2 separate regions of the Mus musculus genome follow, and region 1 is linked to region 2. Evidence: chromatin contacts called from public Hi-C data. All regions are on one chromosome and are shown on one strand. The core of a region is the stretch at or near the end of the contact, and the rest is flanking DNA. Distances in the headings are between cores, read along the strand shown.

The links. A called contact is a pair of places that touch in the nucleus more often than the background predicts.
Region 1: a contact with region 2 is called in a Hi-C map of bone marrow-derived macrophages, with 1.7 times the contacts expected there. The contact joins two enhancer-like sites. A contact is called at or near these places in 2 of 484 Hi-C or Micro-C datasets (bone marrow-derived macrophages and macrophages) and 2 of 115 datasets of contacts at active chromatin or transcription factors (microglia and neural progenitor cells).

Annotation. Positions count from the first base shown.
Region 1 is chr5:43,184,296-43,188,293 of GRCm38.p6, reverse strand. It overlaps Gm7854 (predicted gene 7854), which reads left to right. Exons shown (of 8, transcript NR_028417.2): 5 at 689-761. Among named protein-coding and RNA genes, the nearest start is that of Gm46911, 25 kb to the left of the region's middle. Within about 2 kb of position 2,658, at least 24 of the 459 cell types and tissues checked have an H3K27ac peak or open chromatin away from gene starts, as enhancers often do. A contact at or near this core is called in bone marrow-derived macrophages and microglia, where this site is marked.
Region 2 is chr5:43,046,891-43,051,256 of GRCm38.p6, reverse strand. No RefSeq gene overlaps it. Among named protein-coding and RNA genes, the nearest start is that of Gm43700, 11 kb to the right of the region's middle. Within about 2 kb of position 2,841, at least 91 of the 459 cell types and tissues checked have an H3K27ac peak or open chromatin away from gene starts, as enhancers often do. A contact at or near this core is called in bone marrow-derived macrophages and microglia, where this site is marked.

The sequences.
Region 1 (3,998 bases), core at 1,409-3,908, 140 kb before region 2:
CAATGCTAATTATTAAGTTGCTCAAATCAGAGCTAATAAATTAGCAGACAAAGAAAATAAAAGCCAATAATTAACTTTGTTTTGTTTCTGGTATTATTTCATCAATTTCAACTGTCTTCATTAACTAACTAGAGTTTTAATGCATTTTGCAGCTAAGGTATATTTTATTTTTCTTTATTCCTTTTCTATTTCATTCTTTATGTTTATCAGTGCTATGATTTGAATGTATCCCCAAGTTTCATGTATTGGAGACTTTACTACCAATGCAACAGTATGGAGTACAGGGCCTAGTAAATGTTGGATGGGTTATTAAGGCAAGATAAATTAATGAATAGATCAATTAATTAATTAGTCATTATCTCAGAAGCAGATTAATTATGGCAGGAGTATATTTACTATAAAAGCGAATTTGGGATAAGATTAGACTCTAATGAAGATACTAGATGTTTTGTTGTTTTGTTTTTCAACTTGAAACATACCTAGGCATACCTGGGAAAAGGGGATCTCTGTTAAGGAATTGTTTCCATCAGATTGGCCCATAGGCATGTCTGTAGGGGCATCTTCTTGGTAGACATGGGAGGGCCCAGCATACTGTGAGCAGTATCATCCCTGAGAGGTGGGCCTGGGCTTTATGCTAGTGGCCAGAGAGTGACCAGTAACCATTGTCTTCCCATGGTTTCTACTTTAGTTCCTGCTTCCAGCTTCCTGCCAAGACTTCCTTTAATGATGGACTGTAACCTGAAGCTCAAACCCCAAATGACGTAAGTTCCTTGCAGAAGACTCCACTTCCTAGTAGTTTAATCACCTCCCAAAAGTTCTACAGGCTGGTGACAAAATCTTTAACACATGATCCCTTGGGGGACATTCTAGCTCCAAAGTATTGCGGGTCATCAGTGACAGAATCATTCTGCTCATTTAGAGAGGAAGAATGGCTTTGGGAGATTAACAGTGTTTCTAAGTAGAAACTAAGGACCTGGAAAAGGGCCCTTCAGAGTACTTAGCTCTGATTTCTCAGCCTTCTGCAGGATGGGTACAGCGACTTTGTCTTTTCCTATTGGATTATATTAGAGAATGGCCTGATAATGTCTTGTATTTAATACTCTGTGTCTCTGCAAGAGAACCTTCCTGGGTTACATATGTTTATGAGTACTTTTTATGGTTTTCTTGCTTCTTTGTCTGATGTTAGAATGACAGCTATCAGTTCTCCTTAGCATTCGTGTTTCTGTTTGGAGAGAACTGACCAGCTGTTTATTTTAATCTCATCAAACATTTTAGGATTCAAACCTGAATTCCAACAGTGTGGTGGGAATTCCTAATAGATGCTCATCTGTGTTCATTGGGACTTTTAACTTGTATACCATGCTGGGCCCTGTTTAGTAGTTGAAATGGAGTCATTCTATGTAATATGGTGTTGACCTAAGTCTGAATTTTCTTGCAAAAGTATTGAGGGCTTTGAGGAAACAAAAGTGCTGATTTCCCCCAATCCAGTCATCAGAAATGGACTTGTGCCAACACAATCTCTCTCTAGCTAGTCCTGGCTCAAGTGGTAGCTTTACTCTTTAGAAAGCAATCGCTGGAATCTAACAGCTTCACATTTATATCTCTTCTCCCCGGCTTCTGTTTGGTTTTCCCTCCTTGGCTTGGTAAAGAACACATAGTTACTGAAAAGCGATGCAGAAAAAAAATTAAACAATGAAAATTAGAACAAAGGAGCATGGAAAAACACATTTGTAAGATATGGAGTTTGAGTTTACACTTAGACTAATTTGGTGGTGTGCAATGGAATTAAACACATTTGTTTAAGTGTAAACCTTAGCCAGAGTTTATAAGTAAACTCAATGAACCAGAATTGTTTTTTAATGAGAAATTTAAAATGCCAGTTTGGATGTGTGGTTCATGTGCATACACACACACACACACACACACACACACACACACACACACACACAAACACACACACACACTGTATTTCTCCTCTTAAACTGAAATGGCATCTATTTATCATCTTTCTTTTTTTTCTTTTTTTTCCCAAACTATCTCCTTGACCTTCTAAATAGTGTACAAGATTGTTAAATTATAATATTAAAGGAAAATGCCTTAACATTGTTATAGCATTTAAGAGCCTACTCACTTTCTTGGAGAGGAAATCTATATTTCAGTACAAGCAGAACAAGAAAGCAAAGGGAGTACACTGACAGCTTTCAGACTCTTTAATGTGCATTGGGGACCAGATTAGGAGTTTCGTGTCTAATGCCATAATTTAGACTTTCATAGATTCTTCCACTTGTGTCTTAGCATGAGGAAACCCAGGGAGTCTAGTCAACTGGTCAAAATCATAAGCAAGTTAGCATCGGAGGTTGTATTGTAAGATGGATGCGTGTGAGTGTGTTTCACAGAAGCCTGGGAAATGGGGAGAAAGGCGCCATCTTTACTGGAACAGATGTCAGACTCCACATAGGTATGGCCTTTGTCACCATAGTATGGCTGCTGACTAAGGCAGTGTAGCCTTCTCTGTCCTTATAAAGCCTCGTGAGGAAAACCCTATTTGTAGAAAGTGGACCACAGAAAGGATCTTAAGGTCACTGTAGTGACTTAAGTGAAGGCCATTTCATAAAAGGAACTAAGATTTGAAACAACAGGAACTTCCTGTCTGGCTGTGTGAAAGACACAAGAGTGAGGTCAGACTGTTCACAAGGTTCCTCCAGAAGTCTGGGAAGGAAGCTGCCTCTTCCAGGATTGTGTTCATACCTGACTATTCGCACCTTGGTTTCTCCAGATACATATCTACATCCAGCTCTCCATGCAATCTCATTTTAGCTCATCTACTCTAAAAACAAACCCTTATCTTGGTTAGGATTTAAACATTTTGAGGGCATATAATATGGTCCCCAAAGTCCAGACTTCTGTAGTGAATTAGCTTATTGATTATTTTTCCATACTGAACCATGTACCATACCAAGAATTGACATGTCAAAGAAGCCAGTTTCTCATCTTTCCAGCAGGGAAGTCAGACATTAAACAATTACAGTAAAATGTGCTGTGTTGTTCATTTTTTCTTATGGTCATGACCAAAAAGGGAGGAAAAGACAAAAAAAAAAAAAGGCTACTTAAGGAGGGAGGTACATAGTTTCAGAGGATTCATTTCATATTCTAGTTTTGTGGCACAGTGCACTTGGGCAGAACAGTATGATGGTAAGAACATGTGGCCAGGCTGAATGGGAAGCACCGAAAACAGGGCACAGGAAGAGACTGGCACAAGATATAACCACCAGATGCATACCACCAGTGACCCACTTCTTCCAGCTAGGCCTGCCCCCTTCCTTCCACCACTTCCCATAATACAGTGTTATTGTGAACTAATCAAGGGAGTAATCTATTCACTAGGTCATAGAACTTCTGATCCAGTCTCTGGAGAGTACCGTCACAAACGTACCCAGAGGTATTTTATTAACTCCTTAAGTGTTTTTAACCCAATCAAGCTGAGAGACAAACATAATTGCCTCGGGCACACACACACACACACACACACACACATACACACACACACACACACACAGGGTTAACTATTATGTGCAAATATGTGTGGCATTTAGCAAGGGACAATGATTCAAATAGGACTTTGTTCCACAAGAAATGATGGTGGAAGACCATGCAAGTGGGGCTCATGGGGGTTAATATATAATTCAAGGTGATTGACACAACTGGTTTATCCTTTCATGGAAGTTTTCTGCTTTTTCTTTCAAAGCATTATTAATTTTGTTTTCTTGAATTATTTTTCCTAAGAAATAAAAATAACCTTTCAATGACCAAGACAAAGTAACTTTGAGATCATCTCTTCTTGTATTCCTTAGGATTCTCATTTTATATGTAATTCTAGAAGTTCTTCTTTAATTAATTCATAGTGTCTGTGAATTGCTTTGGTTTAATCCCAGTATCTCAAAGCAATCCAAGTATGTGGTTTTTATTGACAAGCTTGTTGTTACATTGCTACATTTAGC
Region 2 (4,366 bases), core at 1,592-4,091:
ATGTTGCTAGCTGGAATGGCAGTGATGCGGTGACCTGCCTGGCAGTTATTTTGCTGATCTCAATGTCCTGGCCAGAGGGCAAGATAAAAAAAAATCAAGCTTTCTTCTCTTAATCTACTGTGTTGCACCAACTGGTCTTAGCAGTCTGTTGCCTGCCAGGATTGAAGTCCTCTCAGCTAGTTTCAAAAGCTCAGGGAAGGGCCCAGAAAGACCAGGCGAGTCATCTGGTCACACCACAGGGTACTGGAACATAGCCAAAGACCCAGGAACACCAGAGATGAATGTGGGTGAAGGGAAAAACAAAAAACAAAAAACAAAAAACAAAAAAAAACAACAACAACAACAAAAAAACAAAAAACAAAAAACAAAACCCTGGAGTTCTTGGCAGGGGAAGGGAGCTGGATTTTAATCTTAGACCTCTATGGTTGAAATACAGGACTCACTCTATAAACGAAAGATTCTCTCTCACCTTCTCTCTCTCTCTCTCTCTCTCTCTCTCTCTCTCTCTCTCTCACACACACACACACACACACACACACACACACACACACACACACACACACACAGACAAACAGATATAGACACCCTCCCCACAACCTTCCCACACACACCCACCACTGGAAGATTCCTGCATGGGTATCCCTTGTTCTGAAAATTTCATACATTGAGAACTAAAACCTCACTAATATCTTTTAATGCTATTTAAGAAGAGAGGGCACTTGGAAGTGACTGGCTCAAGTGTTATGTTCTGAGTGACATGGACTCGTGTTATTATAGGGATAGCTTTGTTATAATATAAGACTCTGACATTACCTTGCCATGCAGTGCCTGCAATAGGTTACGACACAACAAAGCTTGATCAGGTTTCAGTGTCCCTACATCTTAAAATACATGAAATAAATGAAACCTCCATTCTCTAGCCTGGAATACTCATTCTTTGCATCAGGAAATGATATATTCACACTTGTAAAGTAAGGATAATGTCACCACTCCCTCTAGTTCTCTAAAAGTGATGTGGCATCATGAATTGAAAGCTCCAATCCTCAGAAAAGGCTGATTTTTTTTTTTTGCATGTGTGTGTGTGTGTCCCTTTATTGTAGCCTCATTACACAGTACAGACAGAACCAATTATCAAGACTCCTGCAGTGTAGACCTAACTCTTCCAGCCTTAGCTCTACGACCTCATGCTGGGAACTGCTTCCCCAGGGTGTCCTTACCTTAACATCAAGAGGGGAGACCAGATTCACTCTTTCTGCTCTACTATCCCAGGCTCCCCACAGGGTAGAAAAGACTTGCCACAAACCACAGTCTTGTAGAGATTTGCCTTTACTACCCCAGCTTTAGAAAGTAGAGGTCACAAGTAGATACATTAGAGAAACATGGCAAAGTCTGGGCTCACTTTACCACTCATTAAGTTTTATTGCAAAGTAGTAAAAGAATCCTTCCAACTTTGTAGCCCCTATCCCTATCACCATCATTACCACAGTAGCGGTAGTAAATATTCATTAACTGCTTCTCAAACTGTTTCATTTGACCCCTACAAACAACTCACAAAGCAGATACCATTATTAACACCACACAACAGATGAGGAAATAGGACACAGAGCAGGGATCCTCGCCAGGGTTATGTAAGCTTTGATCATGGTGGCTTGACTTACCAGTTAGACTTGTGGCCATGCACTTACTTGGCAAATGATGTCAACAGATCAAGCCACAGGCTATAGAACATTGGGTAGAGAACTTGGGTGAGTGTCTGTCCAGAGAGCAGGCACGCAGTGTTCATCTGGTGCCCATCCCTGGCCCACTGAAGGCCAACACCAAATTGCACAACTTTTCTAGGCCATGAAGTCCTAGGTTGGCTGGGACATGAGAGGGTCATGCAAGAGAGTTCCATCTATAGTCAGGCTTAGTTGGGTCAGGGTGCCTCATGGATGAATGCTAGTACCATGTAGCCAAGGAAATGCATTGGCTGTACTTGGTGGTGCTAGAGAATGAAGGGGAAGGCTATGGTCAATAAGAGACATGGAGTAGTTTATGTTCAAGGAGAGATGGAAAACAGAAAATTTGGTTGGCTGGTAGAACCTTTATAATGCTTGGTTTGGTATTAAAAGAAAAACTTCATTTGCAGATACCATGAGTCCTTGACTATGCCATTCATTCAGATTGATCAGAAAGGCCCAAAGTCATCCTCTCTGGAGAACTTTGGAAAAAGAAAAATAAGACAGAGTTGCTTGTGATTGTCTAAGAAATTTCCTGAATGTGGTCCCAAGTGCTTCTCTGACAACACATTGTCCAGTTAGCATTTTGCTTGGCAGGAACGTCTTGTCATTTCTACACAGACACACTAAGAATAAACCATGAGTCATTGAGCAGCAGCGTGGTGAGGCTGTGGCAGAGCTGGGACACACTCAGCTCATGTGCCAGTCCCCTAGGACAGCTTTATGCATTCTTTTCAGAGGCTATGATGGCTTCCTTTTTTTTTTTTTTTTTTTTTTACTACTAAATCTACTCTCTGAGACATAGTATTAGACAAGTCTGATCCTGCTGAAGTGCTGGAAGCTCCCCGCTGCTCTGAAGATGGCCTACCAATATGTGACAGTTCTTGCTGGCTCTGGACTGAGTGTCTCTGAATTGTCAGATGCTCTTATATACCAATCCCCTCCTAGTTTTCTGGATACCCGCTCATGTTCTGACTGCCTTCCGCTCTCTCATAGTTTTCCCTCTTCCTGGAGCCTGCTCTCCTTGTCTGAAATGGCAGGTATTTCCTCATTCTCCTATTTCAGTTGACCATCCCCTGTCCAGGGGAGACTTCCTGTTTCCTAAGCCATGTCAACCACCGAAGTCCTGCTGCACCTCCCATTGTGAAATGCACCACTGTGCTGCCTGGCTATTTTTGACTCTCTCTTCCTTACAAGATAGTGAGCTTCACTGGCCAGATAGCCTGCCTAGGATGATCAGGGCTCTTTGCACTTGTGGAGTTAGTGTGGAAGAGGCAGGGAGTTAATTCCAGATCACTGAAAGCCGAGTCTGGAGTCTAGGAACTCCAAAGTCCCCGTCCCAGATTGCCTATCCAGATCTCGTGTCTCTGCACCAACCATGTTAAAAACTGGCAAGAAATGATTCTTCCCGTTCTTATGTTCCCCCTTCAAATATTGCAGACCGCTCTGCTCTTTGTATTTTCTCTGCCAGTCAAGATTTATGTCTTAGCTCTTTCACACTTTTTTTCTATTTCATTAATCTCCTGAATGCACTTTGGACACACTCAAGCTCCCATGGGTTTTGTTTTCTCACCCTCCTTTCACTTTCCTAATACCCTTAAAAAAAAAAAAAGACCTGGAGTAGCAAAGCTCTTTATTCATTGACTCTGTAGACAGTTACTGAGCTTGGTAAGCAAAATAGTGAAATGCAGAAGGCATGGTTCTAATCTTCTAGAAGCCATAGTTCTAATCATGCATGCTTCTGTGCCAGGATGGGACCATACTGGGGCATTCCTTCATATGGCTATCACACAGGATGCAGGCCCTTTGCCCTTTGCCATTTGCCCAGTGTTTTTGGAAGGCTATTCCTGGATCCTCTGATCCCTTCCTCATCTTTCTCCATACTCTGAGTTGCAAATTTTCATCCTCACTGGGATCATGGAAGGTACTAGGCTGCTCTTCCTGGCTAGCATCCTCTCTGAGAGAAGATTAAACACAGTCTGGAGTCTGGAGACCTGGTTTGAAATTTAGGTTAGAAAGCGGTCAGTCTGAGTTAGGAAGGCCTGCCTTTGTCAGCAAACTGACAGAGTTTGCTGTTTGCTGCTGCTGTTGTTTTTGTTTGATTGATTTTGAGAAAAGGTTTCTCTTTGTAGCCCTGGATGACCTGGAACTCACTCTGTAGACCTGGGTGACCGCAAACTCAGAGATCTGCCTGCCTCTGCCTCTCAAGTGCTGAGATTAAAGCTTGTGCCAGTCACCATGTTCAGTGAATTTTCTGAGTTTTAATCTTAATTTTTTTTGAAATTTATTTAATTTGACTTTATGTGGGATAGTATTTTTCTCTTAAAAGCCAGAAGAGGGTGTCAGATTCCCTGGGACTAAAGTTACAGAGGGCTGCCAGCTGTCATGTGAGTGTTGGGAATCGAACCTCCTCTGCCTCTGGAAGAGTGCTCTTCAGATCTCTGAATTTGACTCTTGACCATGTTTATTGCTAATTGCATACATTAGAAAGGCTTGTCAGGTTCCCTGCATTAATCACCCATGCAAAGGAAGAATGGCTTGTCTTACAGAGGTTTTATGAAGACAAAGTGATGGATATTTCTGGGACAAGGATGCACCAAACACCAACGTTTCTCCTAAATCAATGACTCAGCATAAGGACCACAAGC